Regions from separate parts of the Mus musculus genome. Here all the other regions are linked to region 2. A link is a contact called in public HiChIP or PLAC-seq and promoter capture Hi-C data. All regions are on one chromosome and are shown on one strand. The core of a region is the stretch at or near the end of the contact, and the rest is flanking DNA. Distances in the headings are between cores, read along the strand shown. Region 1 has its middle 24 kb from the start of Gm7168. Region 2 has its middle 7.9 kb from the start of Gm24867. Region 3 overlaps Afdn (afadin, adherens junction formation factor). Region 4 overlaps 2700054A10Rik (RIKEN cDNA 2700054A10 gene).

What was found. HiChIP or PLAC-seq counts read pairs in DNA pulled down with a chosen protein or histone mark. Capture Hi-C pulls out chosen DNA fragments and counts their contacts.
Region 1: a FOXA1 HiChIP or PLAC-seq map of pancreatic cancer cells shows a contact between it and region 2. The contact joins two enhancer-like sites. A contact is called at or near these places in 1 of 484 Hi-C or Micro-C datasets (extraembryonic endoderm stem cells) and 3 of 115 datasets of contacts at active chromatin or transcription factors (extraembryonic endoderm stem cells, pancreatic cancer cells and trophoblast stem cells).
Region 3: a promoter capture Hi-C map of liver shows a contact between it and region 2. The contact joins two enhancer-like sites. A contact is called at or near these places in 1 of 15 datasets of contacts at CTCF or cohesin (embryonic stem cells), 1 of 484 Hi-C or Micro-C datasets (macrophages), 5 of 115 datasets of contacts at active chromatin or transcription factors (the SCID.adh cell line, embryonic stem cells, extraembryonic endoderm stem cells and 1 more) and 2 of 9 other capture datasets (adipose tissue and liver).
Region 4: a CTCF HiChIP or PLAC-seq map of the NIH/3T3 cell line shows a contact between it and region 2, with 8 read pairs. The contact joins two enhancer-like sites. A contact is called at or near these places in 1 of 39 promoter capture datasets (cranial neural crest), 1 of 15 datasets of contacts at CTCF or cohesin (the NIH/3T3 cell line), 1 of 484 Hi-C or Micro-C datasets (nephron progenitors) and 7 of 115 datasets of contacts at active chromatin or transcription factors (CD8 T cells, the SCID.adh cell line, embryonic fibroblasts and 4 more).

The regions. Positions count from the first base shown.
Region 1 is chr17:13,923,409-13,926,108 of GRCm38.p6, forward strand. No RefSeq gene overlaps it. Among named protein-coding and RNA genes, the nearest start is that of Gm7168, 24 kb to the right of the region's middle. Within about 2 kb of position 1,378, at least 48 of the 459 cell types and tissues checked have an H3K27ac peak or open chromatin away from gene starts, as enhancers often do. A contact at or near this core is called in extraembryonic endoderm stem cells, pancreatic cancer cells and trophoblast stem cells, where this site is marked.
Region 2 is chr17:13,681,934-13,684,633 of GRCm38.p6, forward strand. No RefSeq gene overlaps it. Among named protein-coding and RNA genes, the nearest start is that of Gm24867, 7.9 kb to the left of the region's middle. Within about 2 kb of position 1,373, at least 331 of the 459 cell types and tissues checked have an H3K27ac peak or open chromatin away from gene starts, as enhancers often do. A contact at or near this core is called in the NIH/3T3 cell line, the SCID.adh cell line, adipose tissue and 5 more, where this site is marked.
Region 3 is chr17:13,866,066-13,868,765 of GRCm38.p6, forward strand. The region is part of intron 22 of Afdn (afadin, adherens junction formation factor); the gene reads left to right. Among named protein-coding and RNA genes, the nearest start is that of Gm7168, 81 kb to the right of the region's middle. Within about 2 kb of position 1,251, at least 134 of the 459 cell types and tissues checked have an H3K27ac peak or open chromatin away from gene starts, as enhancers often do. A contact at or near this core is called in adipose tissue, extraembryonic endoderm stem cells, liver and 1 more, where this site is marked.
Region 4 is chr17:13,491,527-13,494,334 of GRCm38.p6, forward strand. All of the region lies in intron 3 of 2700054A10Rik (RIKEN cDNA 2700054A10 gene), which reads right to left. Among named protein-coding and RNA genes, the nearest start is that of Gm26375, 41 kb to the right of the region's middle. Within about 2 kb of position 1,270, at least 35 of the 459 cell types and tissues checked have an H3K27ac peak or open chromatin away from gene starts, as enhancers often do. A contact at or near this core is called in the NIH/3T3 cell line, the SCID.adh cell line, embryonic fibroblasts and 1 more, where this site is marked.

The DNA.
Region 1 (2,700 bases), core at 128-2,627, 240 kb after region 2:
GAAATGTCTATACCCTCAGCAGGATGGGCTCCTTGCACCCCACAGTACAACTTTGCTCTCATGTCAGTATCAGTAGACCCTATCTCTGAAGGGCCAAGTATCAAATGCCTCGCCTTGAGGACCATCTGGCTGCTGTCTTTGTTACACAGCATTGTCCCTGAGCAGCCAAGTCTAATCTGTCATCAGAGCTATCTGTGTGTTCCAGGAGGAGTTGCCAACACAGACAAGCAGCAGCTGGAGCTGCCTGGGGCACCACTTACCAGCCTTGACCTTGCTTGATGAACCGAGCTCTGCCTGAATCTGCCTGCTCTGTTTTGTCTTCAATTAGGAAACAGTCCTTGTGTGGTACCCTCTTCCTGGCTGTCCTCTGGTTGATAAGACATACAAGTTTGAAAGGTATGAACATCTTCAAGAGGATGTGGAGAGCTGGGTTCAGTGTCAGGCATACCAGTGCACTGGGGCTTAGGGACATGCAGGGTTCATCTACCAGCTCCCATTGCCACGTTCACAAATGAGCGACTTGGTAGTGTTCCAGGTACAGATCCCATCCGTAGCTATCCTAGTTTGTGAGCAAGTATTTTTTCAGGATGACAGTAACTAACCATGGGGTTTTCTATCACAGGCTTCTTTCTCTCAGTGTAATGGTATCCCCAAGGCCAGGCATGACAGAGGGAACCCAAGTGCCTAAGTTCTGTTTATTGTCCCACTGAGGCTTCCCCCATCCCCTATAGTTGGCGACCTGTGAGGCCATAGCTGGAGATATGTAGGTTCTTCCAGCTTGCCTCTTAAGACCAACCCAGCAAGTGCACAAAAGAACAGAGCCATCAGCCAAGAAGCCTAAGGAGCAGGACCAACAGAGAGAGCTCCCACAGAGCAACCCTCCTAGTCACACAGCAGGGGAACAGTGTAGAAGCATTCAAGCCACTAAAGATCCATCTGTTTCCAAGGGTCTGCCCTCCCCTCCCATGTCCCTGCTCCCCTTCCTTCCACATCCCCACTCTTCTTAGCCTCTACTATAATGTGAACAGCTTGTCCCTGCTTTCCTGTACCCTGCCAGCTTGAAAATCAGTAGGCAGTAAACTTTCCTATGATCTTGTCCATTGGGATTCCTTGGGGGGAATTGTGGGGCACATTCTTCCAGGTTTCTGAGCAGTAGTTCTCTGCCTCTTACACTAATTTGACACCTCCCCTTGACTTCCAGAATGTAGGGCCCAGCAGAATCTCAGGCAGTGGTATTTGGACATATTCACACCCCCTCCTCTTGGATAGGTGAGTTCAGATATTTCCAAGGGATAGTTACAGTTATATACAAGCGCTTGTCATTCTGGCCATAGCATGCCTGGTACTTCAGGGGCTGAGACAGTGATAGCCTAGCAGTGGGTGACACAGCATGACTCAGTGTTTGTCATGAGACTTTCTCCTGGAACAGAGCAGAGAGGTGTGCTGACTAGAGTCAGATGAGCTCTTGTGCTGCGAGATGTGCTGCAGTCCACCATGTTCCCTGTCATCCTGGAGGAAATGTTTTCTTCACCACAAGGGTCTTTTTAGAAACACACACACACACACACACACACACACACAGCATTCTGATTCATCTTGGCCCCCACAGTCCCTTATTCTCCTACTTCTGTCAGCTCCTTCTCTGTAAGCCTCTTTCTCATGTCCATGCCTTTGTTTTGTTTGTGATCTGCTAAGTTTAACCAGGACCATCTGTATGACAGTGGGTCTGGAGTTAGCCAGTGGAGTTAGTGGTCCATGCATTGGGCCCACAACTGACCATAAGGACTCAACCTCTCTCCTGAATCCATCGGTAGCTAACAGTTCAGCAGAGAGGGTGGGCCCACTGAGCCCCCCACATGTCATGTCTGCTCGTGTAGGCCTGGAGTAGGCAACTGTAATCTGTTCATGATCAAAATGGCTGCATCATACTTAGAAGACAGTACACAGCCCTTCCCCCACCCACAACCCATTTTTTTTTTCTTTCTGTTTTCTCTCCCAGGATATTCCCTGGGTCTCAGAGTGTGTGATATAAATATCCCATTTAAGGCTGAGTGTGCTAGAGCTGATTTCTCAAAAGAAACTTTAAAAGCCAGGAGACCTCAGAAAAATGTACTTCAAGTTCTGCAAGACCATAGATGCCAACCCAGTCAACTTGCTCTGCCATGCAAAACTCTCCATCATAAATGAAGAAGAAAGTAAAACATCCCACAATAAAGAATTTATGACCGCCATGTCAGTCCCTCCAAGAATCCTGGAAGGAATGCCTCATTCTAGACAGAAGGATGAGCATGCCCACAAGGCTAACAGTGAAGGAGAAACAGTAGTTGTTAGGTGAAGCAGGCCTGAGAAAGCAAATGCCATACAATCGGTAAAGGACCATACAGAACACATGTCTGTTAGTAATGACCTCAGTTCCTCATCCAAAACATTCTGGGTAGGATTAGAAAACAGGACCCTGTTGTCCTTTTTGTTGCTTACAAGAAATAAACCTCACCTTCAAGGACAGACCATACCTTAGAGTAAAGCTATGGGAAAATATTGCAAACAAATGCCCAGGAAACAGGCAGGTGTTGGCTTTTGTAATACCTGAGGGATTAGAAGCCAAAACTAATCAGAAGAAATAAAGAAGAAAGCAGCCCACTAAGAACATTACATAAGCCCGAACTTGGGTACATTCATCATTATGCAAATACTTGAAAC
Region 2 (2,700 bases), core at 123-2,622:
CTCAGTCAGCAAAGCCCTTGCCTCACCAGCTTGAAAGCCTGACTTTGGACCCCCAACACCTCTGTAAACATTTGGGTTCTGCACTGCATGTCTGCAAATCCAGTGCTGGGAAGGGAGAGTCAGGATTCCCAGAGCTTGCTGCCCTTCAGTCCTAGCAGCTTAATTAGTAAGCCCAAGGCTCAATGTTAGCACTGACTTTAAAAATCAGGTGGAGAGCATGAGGGGGAAAGACATATGGCCCCTGCAGTGATATGCAGAATTACTGTGTACACATGAACATATACGTGCACACATACACTACAATAGAACAATTTGTTCTTAGTCAGGTTTGAGCCTAAATGCCTGCATGTTTCTCCCATCTCCTAACTCTGACAGGTGGGTCAAGCTCTCTACAGGTTGTCAGGGCCCAGAGCCTTCTCAGGATCCTTGGTCTACATCAGCCTGTGACTGTGCCCATCTCAGGTAACTCTGGGAGAAAGCGACTCTCTCACAAGTCTCAGCTGCCAGGCAACCATGATTTAATCTGAGGCTGACCACAAAACCACAAGAGAATTGAGATGTGGGAAGATGAGGAGGCTGCCTGGGTCATGTGGCCAAATACGCTCGTTGAGATCTGCACACACTGTCCTCTCCGGTAAATGGCTTGCTGTTCAGCCCCAACAGTCCCCAAGCCACTCCAGAGAATAAGTCACCTTGGGGCAGAAGGCGGGTGAAACACACCTTCAGACTCTGCACATTCCATGGCCTATGAGCCACCAGCCAGATACTCCCTGATGTCTGCCAGGAATGTCTCCAGTGCCTCCAGGCAGGGATGTGGAAAGAGGCCCCTGGCAAAGCCACAGGGCAGAGGAAGGAGGAAGCTTATGAACTGAAGGGAGCAGGCGTGAGCATGTGGAAGTGAGTGGAGAGGTCTGCTGGAGAACCCGTAGGGTTATATGAGTATTAGCAAGAGCTTGACATGCCTTGCGGAAAACCCAGCACTGTGGCTGAGACAGTCACTCCCCATCCTGTCCCCACACTCAGCGCCCACAGCAACCAGAATCCTCTGCTGCTCTGAGGCTAAAGAAGCCTGCTGGGACCTGGCCTAAGATAGCCACACTCAGGAGTCTGTGTGCCCTGCATGCAGGAGTGTTGCCTGAACACAAGTCCTTTCTGTCCCGCCCTTGGTACAAGGGCTCCCAGGAGAGTCTAAGCCCCTCACCCCCGCTTCCAGACTGCCCTCCTCCCCACTCTCTCTACCTTACCTTGGATCACAGTCCAGCCCATACTCTGTCCTTGAGATATGTTGGGTTCCAAACACAGCTACTGGGCTCTGCACTTTACCCCGAATCTCTAAGTCCTAGCCCTGAAAGACTGTGGAGGCTCTGAACCCTGGTGCCATCTCCTTCCCCACACAGCCAGCTCAGCCCCCGGGTCTTTCCTGTACCTCAGAGGCTAAAGAACCTCCAGTAGGTCTCCCTGTGGCTCTCTCTCTCTCTCTCTTTTTTTTTTCCTTCTCCAACTGAAGACAGAGGAGGATGTAAGAATCTGCCTCAATGCTAACCGGGGACCACCTCGCTCCACCGACAAAAGCAGTTTTGTTCAGAGTTTTATCTGTTCCCCCTGGGATCTTTTTTCTAGGTTGCAGGGGTGGATCTGATTGGTCTCACCACAATGGTGAGAACATCAGACACCAGACACTATGGGGATTGGTTAATTATGGCAGGCCAGCCCACCCCAGGGTGGGGCTGCCTAGACTGCTTACAAGTTGTCTCCTTTCAGGGCCTCTGCCCTGGGAGGGGGAAGAGTTCGAGCCAATCCTCTGACCGCAGAGGGTCAAATCCCTTGACTGGGAGCTGGGTCCACCTCAAAGGCTGGCGCAACCAAGGACCCCACCCTGTATCTGCTTAGAAGTGAAGGCAGGGTCAGACTAAAGCTCCCACTGGGGCAGCCTGGGGAAGAACAGACCGCCTACCCAAGCAGCCCGCCAGGTGCCTTTGTTAAGAGTTGATTCATCCGGAGGGCTGGCCACGCCCGCCCTGGGCTTCCTTTTTCCTGGAGCGTGAGGTGATCCACTTCCTCTTTAGTTTAAAGCCGGCCTGAGTCAGAGTTTCTGCCTCTCTAGCTGGGAGCACCGCCCATTTCCTCCTATTCAGCACAGACCTAAAACCACACAGTCCAGTGTGATGCAGCCAGACCGAGCCTAGGATCAGCAACCTTGCAGGCCAGAGGGCCACATCTTGAAGGGACAGAGCACCAGAGGGCATCTTAAAGTTCTGATCGGAATATTCTGCTTGCAGATCATTGGTGCAGGGAAATGCTGTGTTTTAGGCCTGTTGCATTTTGAGTCTGTGATTATGTGCCTCCCTAACACTGAGATTAGGGGGTTGAAAAAAGGGGTATCTCAAAATACACCCCGTCTACCCTTCAAATAGCCTATCCAGATAGGCCAAAAAGTAAAGTCAAAACTTTAACGTTTAGAAAAAACACACTCACACACTCACACGCTTGCACAGAGAGAAAGAGAAACAAGCAAGATGACCTCTGACCCTGACCCTTCAGGCTGCCCATGAGGTCGCAGCACTAACATGAGTTGAAAGTTGCAATCCTCAAATCTCAAATTCATCCGGTCTCATTGTAAGTAAAGACGGGCTTGTGCGTTTAAACTTATATTCTCACTCTTTGGTCATCAAGCCTTAGTTCAAAGCAATTGTGTTAAAT
Region 3 (2,700 bases), core at 1-2,500, 180 kb after region 2:
TTAACCGCCTCAAACCATGAGACACGAACAAAAACTATCTTTTAAGTTGCTTTTATCATTTTTTGTTTGTTTTTATTGTTGTTGTTTTGAGTTTTTGGCTTTTCTTTTTATAGCAGGAGAAAAGTAGCTAATTCACAGGGTTTCTGCACTCATTTTGCAATGAAAGATCCTAGTAGCAGAGGTGGCAGAGGTAATCAGTAGCAGAAATGTACCAGACCCTTGTGAGGGAATGTGTTATCTCCTGCCTTGATGAGTGGCAGGTAGTTCCTTGGTCATGGTCAGTGGTGGTAGATACTTGCTGCATGGCAGTGCTCAGATGGGATGAATTGAGGGGAGAAACAGAGAATCTGGTTCTGACTTGAGCCGCTGGGTCCTGAAGGCAAAACTGTCAGAAAAAGAACAGGCAGAAGTTGGTGGAGGTTAATTGTAAGTTCAGGATTGAATATGTCACACTTGAAATTTTGGGATCCTGGTAAGATAAACTAATGTGTTTTCTAGCAGGGGATTGGAAAATGGAGCTCAAAAAGTTAGAGCCAGAGATAAAATTTAGGAATTGGTAATTGGGCACTCTGAATGAAATAACTAAAAATACTTTGTAAACTGGACAGTGTGCCATTTTTAATATATGAATAATAGTATCCCTAACATCTGTTTTCTGGACGACACAGGTAAATAGCGTTTCACTGTGCCTATTCCACTCTGTATGTGTCATGTTTATAGTATAGGAAGGAAGGCTCAGCCAAAGAAAGCACAGGTCGCCTTGGGTGGACAGCTGCTGGACAGCACAGCACAGGTGAGAAGTGTTTAGGTCTATATAGATAATAGTGATGACCTCTGGTACATGTTGGGATGGTCAGCCCTGTCTCCTGCTTAGCTACTTGTAGGCTGCCCTCGGCCTGAGGGCTCTGCAGGCCTATGGGCTTGTCTGTCTCTGTGCCTTTAAGACTTAGTGATGATTGTGTTCCCTCATGATTGAGTAAGAAGCCATCAAAAACACTGGCAGTAGCTGCTTATTCCATGTAGCTCTTACTTCCACCCAGCCCACTGTATTTTCCTGTCACCCCAAACCTTTCTGTTGTTTGCTGCAAATTTGAGTGTCTAACTCAGGCCTCTTCCCTTTTTTAATTGCTGCATGTCTCTGTTGCTGTAACCCAGAACCGTGTTTTGATATTAAGTTCTTCTCCTTGCCCTCCACATGGTGGTTAAACATTATGAAATCCAGATGATTTGGAAGCGATGTGGGTTTGCAGTTTACTTTTGGAGACATTGCTTTTGGAGAGTTCAGCATGCTACTTCTTACTCGTCTGTGGGATAGCACCGTGCCGACGCTTCCTGTTTAATTTGGATTTTTAAAATACAAACAATTCCCGTTCATTTTTATAACCCTTTAAAGTTTAGTAAAGGACGAAGGGAATGAAAATCTGAGTGGCTGGGTTGCATAAGAACCTGAGTGTTGCGTTGGTTCCAGTTCCTGTTGATAAATGCCATACAGTGTCACAGCACCCAGTCGGCATTGTGGCCAGCCAGTCCCGAAAAGCCAGCTGTGCTGCTTGCTGTGGGAACTGAGAGAAGTAGACAACTAGTCTCCAGCTCGAGGCTGTTGTCCTGGAGATAACATGTGGTTCTCTGTTGTCGGAAGGGCAGAATCAGTGGTGAGTTTCTTCAGGGTGTTGTCCTGAATGTTCTTGTGCAAACTGATCCTTAAAGAATGCTTCCTCCTGCACTCTGGCTTGTTCAAACCTGTTAATAATTAACTTGCTCATCTAGAGTGAGGCTTGTAACGTAGCTTGTAATTACATACCCAGATTGTTGTTGTTCTCTGTTTATGTTGCAAATATTTAAGGTTCATAAAAATGTGAAGTTCTTATGATATTTTTTTATTCAGGAAAAAAAAAACCCATAAGATTTAGCCCTACTAGTTATAATATGGTAGAAATGGCTTTAAATGGTAACTGCCGTTGTATAATTTGCAAAAGCAGACATAGTCAGGTGCTCATAACTTTCGGCTACATTTGATAGCTTCAGAGTAGACTTTCTCCACAGCTTTTTGATGTGCTGTTCTTTTTTAAAACATGAAAATATCAACTTATAGTTTAAATATATTAAAATATTTACTACTGTGTTTATTTTTACTACTATATATTACAGCATATTTTTACTATATATTGCAATATTTTTTTAAGAAACAATTGGCTAATTACTGCTTTTTACTACTATATATTACAGCATATTTTTACTATATATTGCAATATTTTTTTAAGAAACAATTGGCTAATTACTGCCTTAATGATGTTACAGTTAGTTCTTTTAAACTAAATACCCGAGTTTTAAGTTTTTAAATCTTAGATTAAATCATAAGGTTCCTGTACTGGCTGGTTCTGTGTCAACTTGACACAGCTGGAGTTATCACAGAGAAAGGAGCTTTTGATGCAGGTTAGCTGGAGCTAAGCAATTAGCGGTGATTAAGAAGAGACCAGCATCGTTGAGGTGACATCTTCTGAGAAGTGTTTTCTGAAAGCACAAAGAGGCTGTGTTCCAAAGATAGTCAAGGTTGTACTCCTGCTGCAGCGGGACTTGTTAATGTGTAAGGGTCACCCAGGTGGTACTGGTTTTGGAGATGCCAGTACCATGAGATGACCACCAAGAGCAGCAGCAGCAGTGGAGTACAGGCATCTGGAGCCTAGAGGACAACGCGTGTGC
Region 4 (2,808 bases), core at 20-2,519, 190 kb before region 2:
TGGTCATGGTGTGTGTTCACAGCAGTAAAACGCTAAGACACCTTCCTTCCAAGTCTCAAAAAAATCTGGGATCTGTGAGCAAATGCAGAGGCTCTACAGCAGGGAAGCCTGGCCCTGGCCCTCTCCGTGACGCCAGACTGCAGTGCCTAACAGGGAGTAGGGGCAGGAACAAGCCCCAAGTTCATAAGATGTATCCTCAAACCCACGTGTATCCCCATCCACCATGACTCCACTGTGGTGTGCATGGGAGTCCACTAGGGCCGCTGACCAAATCCCACCAGCCGTAGCTTACACAGCAGCTTCATTTCTTGGGCGGGCTAGATGGTTCAGCACTTTGTAAGTGTGAGAACCCAATGTCACGTCTTCAGCACCCACGCAAAAAGCCAGGCACGGCAGCGCTTGGAGTCTCACTGTGTGCAGGGAGAAGACAGGAGGGTCCTTTGGCTTTTCTGCCAGTTGAATTTCCTATGAGAGACCTCATCTCAAGGAGGTGGAGAGTGCACAGCTCACCCCTCTCCTGCATGTACACGCGTGCGCGCACACACACACACACAGAGAGAGAGAGAGAGAGAGAGAGAGAGAGAGAGAGAGAGAGAGAGAGAGAGAGAGAGAAATGTTGGACACTGAAAGTCAAGACTACAAGTTGGCAGGACTGGCTTAACCTGAGATTTATAAATGGCATCTCCTTCCAGTACCTTCCCTTTATATCTGTCCCCGTCTGCATTTTTCCTTTTTATAAGGATACAGGCATATTGGATTAAAGCTTACACTCAGGACTTCATAGCTTGATCCCCCCTGTATAAGGATCTATCTTCAGATAAGGTCATCTGTAGTCTCAGGACTGAAGCTTCTAACTAGGAGCCTTGGGGTGGGGCACAACTAACCTATAACAGGACTCTGTACTTCCTTCTTCCCCAGTACAACTGTGCACATGAAGAGCTGGAAACCACTGTAAGCTCTGTGCTGGGATTCAGCTGAAGAAGCTGCTAGAATCATGTCTGCATATGTGCTTAGGAGCAGGGGCCAGGCCCAGGAGTATTTCAAAGCTCTCTGGGCAAAGGTCATTGAATGCTGAAGGGTGGGAATGCTCTTACAAATTTAGGGTCCATCCACTTCTCCATCAGCTCTAATGAGCCTCAGAAAAATATAAAGGTTAGAAAACTGTTTACATAACAGAGCAAAACATCTGCCTTAGAAAGAACAGCAGCAGCCAGGGAAGGGTGCTGGTCCCAGGAAAGCAGTGTGGTCACCTGCTCACGTGCTCACAGGGAAGGAGCCCTGACCCAGAAGTGACTCAGCAAAACCCTCCATTCCTCAGGGGCTCACCGAGCTCACACTATCTTAAAGATGGCAAGAGGCCAAAGCAAAATGATGCTCGTGCATTGTGGGGCCTGTTGGGACTGCAGTGACAGTGGGACATGTGAAATGGGCAAGCCCCTCACAGATGGTGAGACCCAGAGGCAAAGATTCAGGCTGCCTGGCCAAGCATGGCTCCTGCGGCACTGCCTGACCCTCCTGTTCAATCTCCACTGAAATAGAGCTCTCTGTCTGCCCAGCTCTGCTCCGAGATCAGACATGGGTATGACTCATGAGATTGGTGCCATCTGGAAGGTAGTATTTGTACAGGGCTAGATCTGCAATCTGTAAACTGACGACAATCTCGGGCAGTGAGGGCCCTGAGAAACACAACTGGGAAAACAAAGGGTGGTAGAAACCAGTGGGCTCCTTTCTACCTAGACTAAAACCCTGGATAAAAAGGTAGACAGCCAAATGAATTGCTTAGTTTCTTCCTTCTTAGTTGGTGTGCGTGTTTTCTCAGCTTTGTAGCTTGGAAAACAGCACTGGAACCACAGTGGTCTAGGCAGAGAAGCAGAGAGCAGGCACTGAACACAGACATCATGTTAGAGACAGGCTTCTACAGTGACCCCTCAACTACTGGTAGGCTGCATGGGCAGTGGGGGGGTCCCGGTGGTTGTGGTGCCCAATGATGTCATAGCCAGCTTGGCATCTGTAAGCACATACTATTAAGCTGGCAGAGTCAGCCTGTCCAAGAAGACATTTCTCAGAATGCACAGAGCTGTGGAGCTGGGACTCTCACCTGAACTGTTTCACCTCCAAATTCCTCAACCCCAACTTCGGTGTCCCTCCCCTAGGGTGACCATGGAAGTCAGGAAGAAACCTGTCACACTGACGGTGCCCCTCCCTGCTCTGGCCACCTGTGAAAACCACTTCCACCATGTCGCCTGTCAACCTGCAATGAGCGGTATCCATGGGACTCTCCCAAAGCCAAGCAACTCCTCAGGACCTTTGAAAAGCTGTAAATATCTTCACATCTCAGTCCATTCTGGGTTTGCTGGAGAAAACCAAATATCTTCCCAAACAAGCCAGAAAACCAGACACTGGTCAGATTTAGCCATGGTTATCGGAATAAACAAGAGGTCCTAGGAACAGTCAGGTCTTCAGGGCCAAGCCATGTTCAAGTCCGTGTGCGTCCACACAGGCTACTGACTGTTTCAGTTCCCCCTTTGCCTTATTTGTGCATAATTTATCAGCCTTCTGACTTAAGGCTGGCTGAGTGTTGGCTGCTGTGATTGGCTGAGGCTCAGTTGCTTGGTTACCATGGTACATACTTAGTTTGGATCCAGCCTGCTTACACAAGATACCTTGTAGTTCACTATATAAGGAGGCCATTTTTAGTCAAACTTGTCATTCAAGGATGAAAGACCAATTTAAACCAAATTAATGGGCTGCCATTTGTTTTCATCCGTAAGTTTGTTTCATGCATTTTTTTTTTTTTAGTGGATTTCA